5 separate regions of the Sus scrofa genome follow, and all the other regions are linked to region 1. A link is a contact called in public HiChIP or PLAC-seq and promoter capture Hi-C data. All regions are on one chromosome and are shown on one strand. The core of a region is the stretch at or near the end of the contact, and the rest is flanking DNA. Distances in the headings are between cores, read along the strand shown. Region 1 holds the start of LOC110262080. Region 2 holds the start of LIAS (lipoic acid synthetase). Region 3 holds the start of UBE2K (ubiquitin conjugating enzyme E2 K). Region 4 holds the start of UGDH (UDP-glucose 6-dehydrogenase). Region 5 holds the start of RBM47 (RNA-binding protein 47).

Region 1 (2,700 bases), core at 56-2,555:
CCGCGGGCCGGACTGGAGGCGGCCCGAGCCGGCCTCCCACGTTCGGGGACTGAGGTTTCGGTCGCAGCGCCGCCCGCTGCTGCCTCAGGCCCTCCGCTCCGGTTCGGGGACCCCGGGATCCTTTCCCTCCCGGACCCTCTCCCCGGCCCTGCCTCCCACCCGCTGCCTTTACCTGCTCCAGGAGCGGGCGGAGGGCGTCGAGGCCGGGGCCGCGTCGTCGAGTGTGCGACGCGGCGCCGCGGGTCCGCAGCCCTTTCCCGCCGCCGCCACTGCGCTCTCCGGCGCGGTGCAGGGCTGGCGAGCAGCGACGGCCGCGGGGGGGAGACGCGCGGCGAGTGCCGGGCGGGGAGACACTGCCGCTCTTCGTCCGGTCGGGGAAGAGCAGCCTCACAGCAGCCAGCCGCGAGGGGGCGGGTGGGCGGCCGAATGGGGAGGGGTCTCGGGGAACAGGGAATGGCTGCCACGTCGCCCAGGTGGATCGCCGCCCTCCGCCTCCCCCACCCCCGCTGGCTCCCCGCCGCGACCTCTGGTGCGTCCCCGAGGTCTGCTTGGGCGTCTCGGCCGGCCCGGGCGACCCCTGCCCGCCGGCGCTCCCGCCTTTCCCGCTCCCTAGCGAGCGAGTCCTGGCCTGGCCGGTTCTGCCGCATCGGACCGGTCTTCCCGCCACCCCGCACCTCCGCCAAGAAAGCTCGCCCGAAAGCCTGACGTCTTTTCCCCCTTCCCTTGTCCTGGGGTCACATGGAGGAGCAAGCCCTTTTCAATGGGTCGGAGTTTCGGGAAGGCGGGAGCCGTTTTGAGCTGGTGAACGTAGCACTAAGGGGCCCGAAATTTCTGCGGAAATAAGTGGCGCGGTCGACCACAGCCGTTTCTAAACCTCGCCACTCTCTCAAGCCCCAAAGGCAAAACAGCAACACAAGGTCGTACTCGCTGGTCTAGGCGGGGGAGGAAATGAGAGCGGGGCGGGCCCGCCTGCGCGCGGGTCCCGGCAGCAAGTTGGGAGGGACCGCGGGACGAACCAGGCGGCCTCGGCGTGGCCTAACCGGACTGTTGAGTCGGGAGGTGCAAGGCCACGGCGACTGTAGGCGCGCGAACCCCGCCCCCGCGCGCGCCGCGCTGCCCACCGAAGGTTTCCGGGAGCGCGGCCCGCTGCCCCTCTGCGCGCTCGGGCGGCAGCCTCGGAGCCGAGAGACAAAGGGGTCGGCTGCGGCCCGGACCAGCACTGCCCGGCCCCCGCTGGCGCTGCCAACGCGCGGTCTGAACACGCTGGCAGAAGCACAAAACGAGTGCATGTTTGCAACGTAGAACCGCAGGCGCTGGCCTTTGCCCTGCTTAGAGCTTCAGTTTTCAGGTGCCAAAAAAAGCAAAGATGTTTTCCTCCCTTTTACGATCGCTGTGTTATTAGACCGTGCCCCAAGTCTGCTCCTTTTTTTCTTCCTCCTAAACCCTGCTTTCCTGGGTTTGTTTCTTCTCTGTTCTGACGTGAAATGTTCAGTGTTTTCAGGTACACGAATTTTTCACCCTTGCTTACTGGTGGTGGTGATTACGCTTATTCGTTTTTTCCTCCCTCGGTTCCCTCCCTTTGCAATTACTTTTTATTCCACCATCAGTGTTTTTTCGTAGAGAAAAGAATAAGCCCCTGACAGAGTAATCCTTTGCATCGAAGAATCTCTGTTCATGTTGCTATGGTAATCGCTTTAAACAGAGTGTAAATTTGGGGAAATGCAAGTGAATTTTTATCTTCATATAAGTCCAATTGGAACACCGACTCACGAAAACATTGTAGTGGTTTTTTTCAGAAATCAGAAATATTTAATAGGAAAGGTAACTTTTCTAATGAAACCAACCATACAACTTTTTGTATTTTTAAAAGTCCCTTGAGCCCCTGTTAAGAAATTACAACACAGACATCTCTATTAATACTTTCAGTAACTTGGAAACAGCAAAAATTTTAACAAAGTACTCAGAATCTCAAGATTTAAGTAGCTATTGCTGAGAACCTAACATTATCTCTGCCTTTGAACAACCATTAAAAGTGACTAATAAAGTGATATATGCCACTTTAGGAATGAAAGAACCCTAGTAATTATAAACTTCAAACAAATCTAGCAAGTTAATATTGAGTTTGTTCATATGAAATGTGTTCACCATAATAATAAAAACTGGCAATTAAATTGTTGATTTTTCCATTAATCACATCTTAGGTCTGAACAATAAGAAGAAAATATTCTTAACATTGGAAATATATTTCAAGCCAGCAAGATATAAACCAGGCTGAATATTTAAAGGGAAAAAAAATGTTTGCTTACTATGCCAATAAAAGAAAAACATCTGAAAGTTTTGAAAGTTAGACTCAAATGAAGAACAAAGCAATCTTTACTCAGCATTCACAGGGCCAGCCTTCCTTTGTGAATATTTACAAAGATTTCCTTCTTCCTTATTGGTTTAAATTCTAAGCCAATAGGAAAAGAACACATCTTTTAAAGAATGAGACATAGGCATTAGGTTAAAACACTGGATAAATGGATTGTTTATCAGGCTCATTCTCATTTGAGTTCATGTATCTTTTAATTTCAAAGAGGAAATTTAAGAATCTTTGAATTATCGAGTATCTTGATGTACCTTAATTGCCAAGGTGCTACTCCTGCTCATACTCTGCTCTCTGTAATCTTCCAGTTGGTTATGTTACAATATTTAATTCTC
Region 2 (2,700 bases), core at 87-2,586, 510 kb after region 1:
AGGACATTAAAATTACCTCAAAATTTCAATTACCTTTCTCCTTTCTGGCGTTTTAGGTTTCCTTTATAGTCATCCCAGGTGCTCTTGTCTGCAAGATCACCAGATAGAAAATCTTGAAGGTCTGGTCCATTCTGTAAAAATTCCTTTTTTTTATCTGGCAAGGAACTTATTGCTCTGACTGGACTGCATAAATATCTTCCAAATACCTACAGAAAGAGTTCATTGTGACATTTATTTAGGGGGCTTTGGAATAACTTAGTATTAAACTCGTTTAATACCTAAAAGGATGGGTAAAGCCACAGAACTGATTCAGAAATTATGTTAATCTATTTACGAGCTCAATGTAAGGAGCTCAGAATCTGAAATTAAAGATGACCCAAGGAGAACAAACCAAACCCAAAGGAGAATGGGAGCTACAGCTTTGAATTTTCTATTCCTGACTTGAGTCAAGTATGTTTAAATGAAATTTGAAATTAATCTCTCTGCTTTGGGCTTGAATAAGAATACCTGCTAAAACACGGAGGTAGTTCTCAGCTGATTTCAGAGAAGTGGAAGAAGGGAAACTAAACCTAATGTTTTAATTTTCTTGGTTATACTGTGTGTGAACAAGGAAGTCACTCATGTATTTGTTGACCATAAGAAGCCATCGGTTTCTAGATTTGAACACATACATGTACAAGACAGACAAAACACCATAAAATTCAAGAGGTAGTACTGTTAAAGCAAAAGAACCTTCAACTATTAAAAAAAAAAAAAAAAAAAAAAAAGAGTGCCTATTAGGATGCTGCACGATAGCTACTGTACTTGCCCAGGTCTCTCGCTCAAGCCTGGAGCACAGACTTGGGTTTTAATCGCCCAAAGTGGTGTCTAGTACACAGGAGACACCAACACCAAGTAGTAATTTGGAGTTTCATTGCAGCGCTTCTATAGTGCTCCAATAAATACAAGAGTACAAATCATTGCATTGATAGCAGGAAAAAAGGTCTCAGAGCGCGGGCCACAGACTTACAAAAAAACCAGTATCAGGTCTTAACTTCATGACCATGTCAGAATTAAATGAGACGCTATACGAAAAATGTTTAGAACAGTACCTGGCTAGAAGTAAACGCCGGGTAAGCGCTGGCATTATCGGGCACTTTCAGGGATGGGAACCCCCACCCCACGCCCGCTCCCTTTTCGCCCCGCCGCTCACCCGGGGGCATACAGTGCGGACGGCGCCCCGGCAGCGTAGAGCCATCCTGCACTTTTTTTTTCTGGCAGGGAGGAACAATCACTAATTCCCGGGAAAAGAGAAGGACACACCGTCGCTCCACTTATGACAAACAACCTGAGCCAACACTGACCCGGTGGAACCTGCGCTGCTCTACGATTGGCTGCTTTAGCCTCGTGGTGTCGCGCGCTTATGACGCCATACGCAGGACCCTTACGTACTACAAAAGCGTGATGACGAAAGACGCTCTCTCTTTGCCGCATCTACTGCGAGGTAAGGTGGATTCTGTATTCGGTGGGCCTTGGGAATCTGAAGGCATCGGCTTTGGGAAAGCCAGAGGTGCGGGTGTGGCCCTCGGAAACCGTGTCTTGTTTGTCTCCCTGCGCGGCGAGCGTCATATGAGTCTGGTGGCGATGGGGTTCGAGCCTTGTATTGGGCTTTTAGGCCTACTGCCGCCCTTCAGCCTTGCCGGGATGGCGCCGACTTGATAGGACTTCCCAGAGCTGCGCTGACCGGGAGTTCGCCCGCTGGGTTTTTAATAACTGTTTAGGAGCTGCTCCTTCCAAGCCAAGGCGCAGCTGGGGCCGTTTCCGGGATTAGTCCTCTGTATCCTCCCCGAGATTTTTGCCTGCCGGTCTCTGGTAGGAGTGGAGTTCTGTGCAAGGTAGTTCGGCCCAAAACAAATCCTGTGCGACCTTCTTACCCAAGTGTTTGTGTTTCAGAATGAAGACCATTCTCAGCAATCAGACTGTCGACATTCCAGAAAATGGTAGGAGACTTGGTGCTTGCTTTTTTCATATGTTTTTACTGCGTGCGTTCTAATTTGTTTCGATGCCTCACGAGTATGTTTCTTTCATAGTCGACATCACACTAAAAGGACGCACAGTCATTGTGAAGGGCCCCAGAGGCACTCTGAGGAGGGACTTCAACCACATCAATGTAGAACTCAGTCTCCTTGGAAAGAAAAAGAAGAGGGTGAGTTTTGTTTAATCACCTCAGTTTGTTTGGAAAGTTGTAATTTAAGAATATCAAGTTGTTTTAAAAACTACAGAATTGAGCAGCAACATGGATGGAATAGAGACTCATACCAAGTGAGGTACGTTAGAGAAAGACATACCATTTGATGGATAATTTTTTCTCTGGAGTCTAACAGCACCAAAGAATTTACCTACAGAAAAGAAACTCTTGGACTTGGGGAACAGACTATTGGTTCTAGTCTGTTCTAGTCTAGGCGGAGGGAGTGGGATGGACTGGGAGTTTGGGGTTAGTAGATGCAAACATTGCATTTGGAGTGGATAAGCAATGAGATCCTGCTGTACAGCATAGGGAACTACAGTCACTTGTGATGGAACATGAAGGAGGATAATGTGAGAAAAGGAATGAATATTTATATGTATGAATGAGTGACTTTAAAGCAGAAGTTGATGGAATGTTGTAAGTCAACCATAATAGAAGAAATAAAAACTTTTGAGAAATTATGGAATTGAGGT
Region 3 (2,700 bases), core at 64-2,563, 320 kb after region 1:
TGAATCCAACAAGGAAAAACAACCTAGCATTCTCGTTGATTTGGGTATGAAAAATTACACTGATTCATAATTGAGTCAAATTACTAAATTACTAAAACATTTAAAACATATTAATAAATGTGGCCAACACTAGAGTGTTCTACAGGACTCAAGAGGAGCTTGAGACAAAAAAACTTTTTAATCCTTTCAGATAGATGTTGGGATAAGGAGATATAACAATGTATTTATTAATCTGCTGAAATGTCATGTTTAATAAGGAGATATAACAATGTATTAATCTGCTGAAACCTCATGTTTTTTTTAATAGCACTGTTTTTCAATAGTAAGAATCAAGTTAACTATGAGGGACATCATAATGAAGTTTCATGGCACAACACAGCAGTGTCACAGAGGCAATGTCTTAAAACAGACTCTGATCTGTAACTTGTAAACATTTTAAAATAAGCTACTCATACACTCCATTATATGTCCTAATCCCAGCTATAAATATTTAAATGTCTTTAACACACCAAACAACCTGCCTTTACCTAGTCAAAAAGCTTTAGGTGCCTACAAAAAAGAGGCCTAGGATTTGGGGGTAAGTGGAAATGAGATAATTCTCTAACATGGAATTAATTTCCTATCTCAAGTGGCAATGCCCTTATCCCCCACTTAAACAATATAGACAGTACCCCATTATGTCTTGCTCTCTCTTCCAACACCCAACTAAAAGGGAGTAACTCTGAACGGCCTTCTTTCATCAATACCTAGGAACTCTCATCGCTCCTTCCCTAAGGAAAGGACAGCGGCGGCCAGATCGGCTACAACCCAGAATACCCTTAAAAGTGAGGGCCTTTGAGCAGCGCAGCTCTCGGGATCCAGTTACCACCTTTCCCCTTCCCCCAACCTACTTCCCGGGTTTTCTCAGGCTCGGCCTGCTCACTCCCCACCCTACAACCACACTTCCAGCTGTTGCCACTATCTAGGGGCTCTTTCAAGAGCTCACACCCCGCGTCTAAGCGCCCCCTTCTCCATCTGCCCCCCCCAATCTGATTCCTCTCCAGATCACCCGCCCGCGAGACCGTCCATCCCAGGGCCCTGGAAGGGGAGGGGAAGGCGGCGGAAGGAGGGGGAGACTGCTGCTTCCCCACAGGCAGAAGGGCGGCCGCAAAGAGGGCCACTCGGGCGTTACTAGGGATATTGGGGACGCCAGTGGAAGGACCCTCCCGCCATGGGCTGAGGTGGGGGACGTTCGGGAGTTCATTTCTGACCTCCTCGCTCTTCAGCACCTCCTTGAACTCCCGCTTGATTCGCTGCACCGCGATGTTGGCCATGTCTCCGCCCGCAGCTGATTCGTACCCGCCTCCTCCGCCACCGCTACGACCACCGCCACCGCCGCCACCTCTTCCTCCACCGCCTCCTCCCTCGGCGATTCACACCAGAGCACACGAACGCTGCCACTGCCACTCCGGCCGCCGCGCTCTCCTCAGTGTGGAATCACCTCCGCGCCCGGCCACCAAAATGGCGCCAGGTCCGCGCCTGCGCACGACGCTGACCTGACCGGGCGGCGCAGCCGCTCCCGTTGTAGCCCCATACGCCTCAGCTGCGAACCCGCGCCGCGCCGCCCCGCGCCGCGCGTCTCTGCCCGAGCTGCGGCCGCGTGGCTCCGCCCTGCCGGCGTCTGAGGCCTGGAGGGTGCGGCTTCCGCGCTGGTCAGCGCTGCCCCGGCCTCCTCGGTCCTCTCAGGCGTCTCTGCCCCTCTTCGAACCAGGTGTATGGTCCAGGCTTCCAGACCGTGGCCTGTAACCGAAGGTTCGAGTCCAGCCTGACGGGTTCACGCGGCTCCACTCGGTTTGGAGCGCCGCCCTGACTCAGCCAGACCCAGAACCCACAGGCTTAGTGTGCCTGCCTGTGTTTAGTGTCTGAAAACACTGTCCTGGAATTCAGTCTGGCCTATTTTTTCTTGGTGTAGGCCCGGCAAATGCACTGAGGTTCATTTTTGTTATGAAGCTCTTACGGTGCTGCTATTACTACGATCATTCCAGGATCTTAACAGGTACAACAAATTATAAAGTTAAGTATGGGTCTCATCAATTTTATTTGAGACCAGTACTCCATGGAATTTAGAAGCCAGGTGTTGATCTTTGACCTGCTTAGGTAATTAATACCAAGCCCTGGAACTAAAACCATAGTTTTGGAACTCGAATGTACATTAGGATCCCTGAATAACTTGTTAAAAAATAAAAAGAAAACGGATTGCTGGGCCCCATTCCTAGAGTATAGGGTGGGCCTAATAATTTGCATTTGTAACAAGTTCCCAGATGCAGCTGCTCCTGCCGCTGCTTCTGGAGCCACACAGTGGGAACCACTGAACATGTGAAAATAGTTTATATATTAAAGTGAAAAATGGAGTAGTAGATGTTTCTTGGGCGAGAAGGGCAGCTTTACTTACTTAAACCTAGGATCTACAACTGTGCCTGGTGCCTATTAAGGCCCTTAATAAATATTGAATGAATAAATGAGTAACGATAAGACTAAAATGTTTTAAATGGAAAGTAAATTTGAAAGCGGTTGCTAAAGTTTCCAATAAGTAATATGGTTGTGGATTTGGGGGGGTTTTGAGTGTTTTTTTCTTTTGGCCGAGCCTGCGGCATTTGTAAGTTCCTGGACCAGAGATCGAACCCTCGACATAACTGTGACCCAAGCCGCTGCAGTGACAAG
Region 4 (2,700 bases), core at 138-2,637, 450 kb after region 1:
CTCTGCTCAATCAACATTCCAAATAGGGTATTTTAATACTCCTTTATATACTGATAACCACTTTCCTCATGACATTTTTCAAAATGGTATTTGACTTTGACTGTATATCACTTGATGTAATTTTTTTTTTTTGCCCCTGCCCGGGGCCTGTGGAAGTTCCAGGGCCAGGAATGGAACCTGGGTCACAGCAGCGACCCCAGCTGCTGCAGTGATAACGCTGCTGATTCCTTAAACCACTGTACCACAGGGAACTCTGATATAATTTCTAATTTAATGAGAGGGGGAAAAAGTCATGATTTTTAAAATTTATTTATTCTTATAATGATTTTTATTTTTTCTATTATAGTTGGTTTACAGTGTTCTGCCTTTTTTTACATTTGAGGTTTAAAATGACCTTGGAGTGGGGAAACAGGAACAGAACTGTTTTCATTAAAAGTGGGAGGCTCCATCAAGAGTTCTTTTATGGAACAGTGGGGTTAAGTACCAAGAGTTATCACTGCAGCAGCTTGGGCCACTGCTGTGGCGCAGCTTCCATCCTTGGCCAGGGAACTTACACATGCCCCAGCCGCCGCCCCATCTCCCCCCCAAAAGTGGGAGGCTCCATGCGTCAATTTTACTCTTCCTCATACGCGACATTTCTATCTTCCATGCTCTCCGCTATATATCATGCACAGACAGCTCAAATCCCGAATTGGCAGGAGTATCTGGAAAAATGTGCCTGGAGGGCGTGGCTGCCCCGCTTGTCTACCCAAGGATCAGGGCGAGGGTACGAACTGGTCCAGTCATGATCGGATTCAGCATCATCCTTCAGACATGAGGCGCCTCCTTCCCAGAAGGGGCGAGGAGGCCGTAATCTGACGAAACCCTGGGCTGCGAGCCTGGAGGGTGCGGCGGGCCTGGAGGGTGCGGCAGACCCACGAGCCTGTAAAGCGTGGAGATGGAGTAAGCCGCTGGATACGTCTGACCCGCAGGGTCTAGGGGCCCGAAAGACCAGGCCGGCCCGCTAGGCTGATGGGGAGACCGGAAAGGGGGCTGGTCCTTCCGGTCCCCTTGGGCCGCAGCCCGCCCAATACCCCCCCCAGCTCCAGAATATGGCTGACCTGGCGCGCACGCGGCACCATCTCAGTCCCGACAGTGAGCCAGGACAGGCACAATGGGAGAGAAGCGGGGGCCGGAGGGCAAGAGCTGGCCTCAGACTACCCGGGAACTAGAACCTGAGCTAGACTCTCCCGAGGCCGTAGCCCTGGAGCGCCGACCCGCCGCACACGCAGCTCCTCCCAGCGCCGCTCCCGGCAGGGGCGGCGCCGCTGAGTTGGTCCGAGGGGATTTGCCCAGGCTCGGCTGGGGGCGGGGAATGCCCCCCTCCCAGCCCCTACTAGCCACGCCCCGTCCCCCGCCCCTGGGCCCCGCAGGAAATAGGGGTGGGTCCCGGGCCTAACGTGGCGGTAGGGGGAGTAAGGATGCGGCGGAGGGCAGAGTCCGGGAGGGCCTGGCTGCCGGGGAATGAAGCCTCCGCCTTCTCCGGTGGAAGCCTTTAAATACGGGCTCCGGCTGGGCACTCGGGGTGAGGCGTCTGGCAGCCTGAGAGGGGTGTGCGGTGAACAGGGATCAGACCGAGCAGGGCGCGAGTGCTGCAGCTGCGGCTGCGCGGCCCAGAGCGAGGAGCTGTCCGAGCGGTCAAGATAGGAGCGGTCGCCGTGCTTGGTGCTTGGAAGTGGGTAAGCGCCTTTCCCGGGCTGGCCCCACCGCCCGGTGGGGATGTCCCCGGGTCGGGGAGGGGTGTGGAAGGAGCCGGCAGGGTGTGCGTGCTGTTTCCAGTCCCGAGCGTCCAGTGTCACGACCCTCGTCTCTTCTTTTGGGTTCTGGGCGGGAATCGTCTTTTGGATCTGCTGCTCTGGAGGAGGGATATCTTGGGCTTTTTATTTAAGACTCTTGAGTCTTCCAACCGCCTCTTTTTCTGCTTTCTCCTACTTTCCGACGTAAAATAAATGAGATTTCCCTGGCGCCTCTGAAAGCCAAACATCCGCCAAAAAAAAAAGCGGTCCTCTGGTTAGGGACCCCATTTTGGTCTCAGAATCCTAGTCTTTTGTTTGTGTCTATAGTCTGCTCACAGGTTAGGATGCTGCTTTCCTCATGTCACCGGCTGCCCTTCTTAAGAGAGTAAAGAGAAAAAGAACCAGAGTCCTTTCGAGGACGAAATCCTAAGACATTCATATGGGCTGCCCTGGGATCTATTGTTGGCCGCCACACCGTGTAATGGCTTTGTTTCATGTTAGGGAAGGCCTTTCTTGGGATATCAGGTTTGTGTGGGACCTTGAAAAACTGTGTACCTCTTTATATATAGGAAAATAACTGAGTAAGGTCAAGAATTCTGGTATGTAGAAAAGAGGGATTCACTAGTAGTGAACTTTTCAGAGATATACAGAGGAGTAGCTGTTCATTGACTGCTCTCAAAGACACAGTGACTCTTTGAGATTCTTCAAATCCCCTAAGAAATGGGCAACAGTAGTCTGGTCTGTTCCTTGGGAGGTGCAGGGGGCAGTTCTGGAAATGAAAGAGCTTACTGTCTGCTCTGAGATGTGTTTGTCAGTGCCTAGCATCTAGTAAGGTAAGTGGTCGAGAACCCTGATTGAAAGGATGTCTTCATGGAGTTCCCGTCGTGGCGCAGTGGTTAACGAATCCGACTAGGAACCATGAAGT
Region 5 (2,700 bases), core at 196-2,695, 480 kb before region 1:
GTAAATGCTTTTAGAGTTAACTAGAACTGGAAACTGTCCTAGCCTCACCACTCAGGGAAAGCTGGTGCTACTTGATCTTAGTGTCTTCAATCTGCAAAATGGGGATAAAGTACTTCATAGGATGGAATTGTAAGATCAGATAAGATGAGGTGGATGAAAGTGCTCAGCAAAGTACAAAGAGCCTCATTCATGTAAAAGGACCATGTTTTCCTTCTTTAAGGGAGATGTTAAGGGAGTTCCCTGGTGGCTCAGTGGATTAAGGATCTGGCGTTGTCACCATTGTGTCTCTTATTGTGGCTGCTATAGAACGGCTTAGATCCCTGGCCTGGGAACTTCCACATGCCATGGGTGTGGAAAAAACAAACAAACAAAAAATAAAAAAAGAGTGAAGTGGAGTTCCCCGTCGTGGCTCAGTGGTTAACGAATCTGACTAGGAACCATGAGGTTGCAGGTTCGATCCCTGGCCTTGCTCAGTGGGTTAAGGATCTGGTGTTGCCGTGAGCTGTGGTGTAGGTCACAGACATGGCTCGGATCCCAAGTTGCTGTGGCTGTGGTATAGGCTGGCAGCTACAGCTCGGATTAGACCCCTAGCCTGGGAACCTTCATATGCTGTGGGTGCAGCCCTAGAAAAGGCAAAAAGACAAAAAAATAATGAAATAAAAAATAAAAAAAAGAGAGAAGTCAAGTGGAGGAAAAAGGGTGTCAGGATTGATCACATCTTAGTTTTCAATAATCACTTTTGTTTATTTATGAGGAGTTTAAAAATGACTTCCCCCTATTTCACTGGCAATGACCAGTATTTGTCCAGCACTGGCTTTTAACCAAATAGAGTAAGTGACCCTCCCAGATTCAGACAGCAAATTAAGTGCCTAAATCCAATTTAGAATGAAGCACACATCCATGGTTGATTGCTAGGTCCCCAGTTCCTTTCTGTTACTAAACTTCATGGAATGTACAGGTTGATTTATCTTCATGTATCTTGTCAATATGGCAACTTTCAAGTGAGATGAAAATGAGTTGCGCGGTATTTTACAGGAACTTTTTTCCCCATTGCATTCTAGATGGTCCACAATGAGTGTAAACTGTAAAAATCTCATGATTAGAAAATTCCAAAAAAGGACGCTGGAAGAGATTAAAAAAAAAGAAAAAACCTGGCTCACAGGTTTACAGCTAGTGAGTGGCAGTGTTGGATCAAGAACCCACTTTTCTGATCACACCCTCTCCTCTTGAGAAAGAAAGCCACAGTGCAAACAAATAATAAAATAATAATGACGGCTAACACAATGTGCCAGGCACCATTCTAAGCTTTTTGTATTAACTCATTTAACTAGCCAAAAAAAAAAAAAACAAAAAAAAAACCAAAACTTTTTTTATGACTATGCCCAGCGAGAAGCAGCACTTTTTTTTTTTTTTCCTTCCCCTCTGTTGAATGACATTGCAACCCGAAATCACAACTCCGTTTTAGGTTCCTGGTGGTGCCTGCTTCCTCTTCTAGTTTGTTTAGTCACAGAATTCGATTCCTGTTGGCCGATTACGCGCCTACAAACAGGCTTAGCGCTCTATTGAAATGCGTGAGGCTCCTTAACTCTTGTATAAACAGGTAATGCGGAGGGGTGGGGCACAGATTGCGGATTTCTTGGGGTTGGGGATAGGGTGGGGGTTAGAGCCAACTCCCCCGAGATCAGGCAAGGTTAAAGGAGGGCTTGGCTGCTGTTTTTAAATGCAGTGTTTTTTTGTTCCCTTTCTAGAAACCAGCTGTAACTTTAGGTCAGAGCGCATTAAAATGAGACACTTCTGAACCAGCAGCGAGCGCCCAGGCCCCAGGCCCTGCTGCTAAGGCCCCGGCAAAGGTCAGGGCTTGGTCCGCGTGACGTTCCTCTCCTTGCTCGTTCCAGCGGTGCTCGGCCTCAGGTAAGGACACTCTGGGAGGTCCCCCTTCCACCAGGCCCGCCGCCGGGCTCACTGTGATCCTACCTGGTTAAATGGCTTCTTTACTAGGGAGAAGGACGGGGGTGGGGTGTACTGATCAGCTCGTGATTCAACAGCAGGTTCCTTATTCCTCAAACGTGGTTCTGCTTGGTTTCCCTCAACGCCCCAAAGGGGGCCAGACGTCTGATTCCGACAGATGTCCGCAGGTGGAGCAGGTGCCACTTTTGGGGCTATTTCTGGCACTCTGAAATGGATGTGACTTTTTGAGCGCCGAGAGGAGTCTGTTTGGTGAAGTACCCAAATCTCTCCCAATCGAGGCAGTTTTTTTTTTTTTTTTTTTTTTAACCTTCAGCAAAGGTATCTGCGCTCCTAAAACAACAGGAATGTTGCACTGGCCTTCAGCCAGCGGAGGCTCAGCGAGCAGGATAAAATTTCAGTGCAGATTTACGGGAAGTTGCCGGTGTTGGGAGTAAAAATCTGGTTTGGTGAGTTTAAGGGAAGGGAGTAGACGAGAGACAACCTTGCTACTGTGAGGCGAATGGCCTCGGCTGGGGGAGGGCAGCGGGCGGAGGGAGGAGGGAACCGGGAAGAGCTCGAGACGCGACTCTGAGCGCTCCCCGCGCGCCGCGCCGGACGCAGCAGGACTCCCGGGCCGCCCGTCTACCCGGGGTGCAGAGCCGGTGCCGCTCGGCCAGGGGGTCGCCGCGCTTTCAAGTTCTCGATCCCGCCTGGAATCTAGCCCCAGAGAACTGCCTTGGGTTATCGCTCCCG

What was found. Promoter capture Hi-C pulls out the DNA fragments that hold promoters and counts their contacts. HiChIP or PLAC-seq counts read pairs in DNA pulled down with a chosen protein or histone mark.
Region 2: an H3K27ac HiChIP or PLAC-seq map of alveolar macrophages shows a contact between it and region 1. The contact joins the promoter of LIAS here to the promoter of LOC110262080 in region 1. A contact is called at or near these places in 2 of 5 promoter capture datasets (fetal liver and liver) and 2 of 2 datasets of contacts at active chromatin or transcription factors (alveolar macrophages and skeletal muscle).
Region 3: a contact with region 1 is called in a promoter capture Hi-C map of liver, with 3 times the contacts expected there. The contact joins the promoter of UBE2K here to the promoter of LOC110262080 in region 1. A contact is called at or near these places in 2 of 5 promoter capture datasets (fetal skeletal muscle and liver), 5 of 47 Hi-C or Micro-C datasets (embryonic fibroblasts, fetal heart ventricle, heart right ventricle and 2 more) and 2 of 2 datasets of contacts at active chromatin or transcription factors (alveolar macrophages and skeletal muscle).
Region 4: an H3K27ac HiChIP or PLAC-seq map of skeletal muscle shows a contact between it and region 1. The contact joins the promoter of UGDH here to the promoter of LOC110262080 in region 1. A contact is called at or near these places in 1 of 5 promoter capture datasets (liver), 3 of 47 Hi-C or Micro-C datasets (epiblast stem cells, heart right ventricle and liver) and 2 of 2 datasets of contacts at active chromatin or transcription factors (alveolar macrophages and skeletal muscle).
Region 5: an H3K27ac HiChIP or PLAC-seq map of alveolar macrophages shows a contact between it and region 1. The contact joins the promoter of RBM47 here to the promoter of LOC110262080 in region 1. A contact is called at or near these places in 1 of 5 promoter capture datasets (liver) and 1 of 2 datasets of contacts at active chromatin or transcription factors (alveolar macrophages).

What each region holds. Positions count from the first base shown.
Region 1 is chr8:31,205,334-31,208,033 of Sscrofa11.1, reverse strand. It overlaps LOC110262080, which reads right to left and starts at 1,305. Exons shown (of 2, transcript XM_021101118.1): 1 at 173-1,305. The coding sequence starts at 647.
Region 2 is chr8:30,697,950-30,700,649 of Sscrofa11.1, reverse strand. It overlaps LIAS (lipoic acid synthetase), which reads right to left and starts at 1,336. Exons shown (of 11, transcript NM_001243462.1): 1 at 1,193-1,336; 2 at 34-206. The coding sequence starts at 1,237. RPL9 (ribosomal protein L9) reads left to right here and starts at 1,461. Exons shown (of 8, transcript NM_001243481.1): 1 at 1,461-1,483; 2 at 1,933-1,979; 3 at 2,070-2,185. The coding sequence starts at 1,934.
Region 3 is chr8:30,886,607-30,889,306 of Sscrofa11.1, reverse strand. It overlaps UBE2K (ubiquitin conjugating enzyme E2 K), which reads right to left and starts at 1,313. Exons shown (of 7, transcript NM_001078671.1): 1 at 1,251-1,313. The coding sequence starts at 1,313.
Region 4 is chr8:30,758,046-30,760,745 of Sscrofa11.1, reverse strand. UGDH (UDP-glucose 6-dehydrogenase) reads left to right here and starts at 1,387. Exons shown (of 12, transcript XM_003356899.5): 1 at 1,387-1,718. It overlaps LOC110262078 (a long non-coding RNA gene), which reads left to right and starts at 1,101. Exons shown (of 1, transcript XR_002346605.1): 1 at 1,101-1,613.
Region 5 is chr8:31,689,502-31,692,201 of Sscrofa11.1, reverse strand. It overlaps RBM47 (RNA-binding protein 47), which reads left to right and starts at 1,445. Exons shown (of 8, transcript XM_021101124.1): 1 at 1,445-1,600; 2 at 1,749-1,911.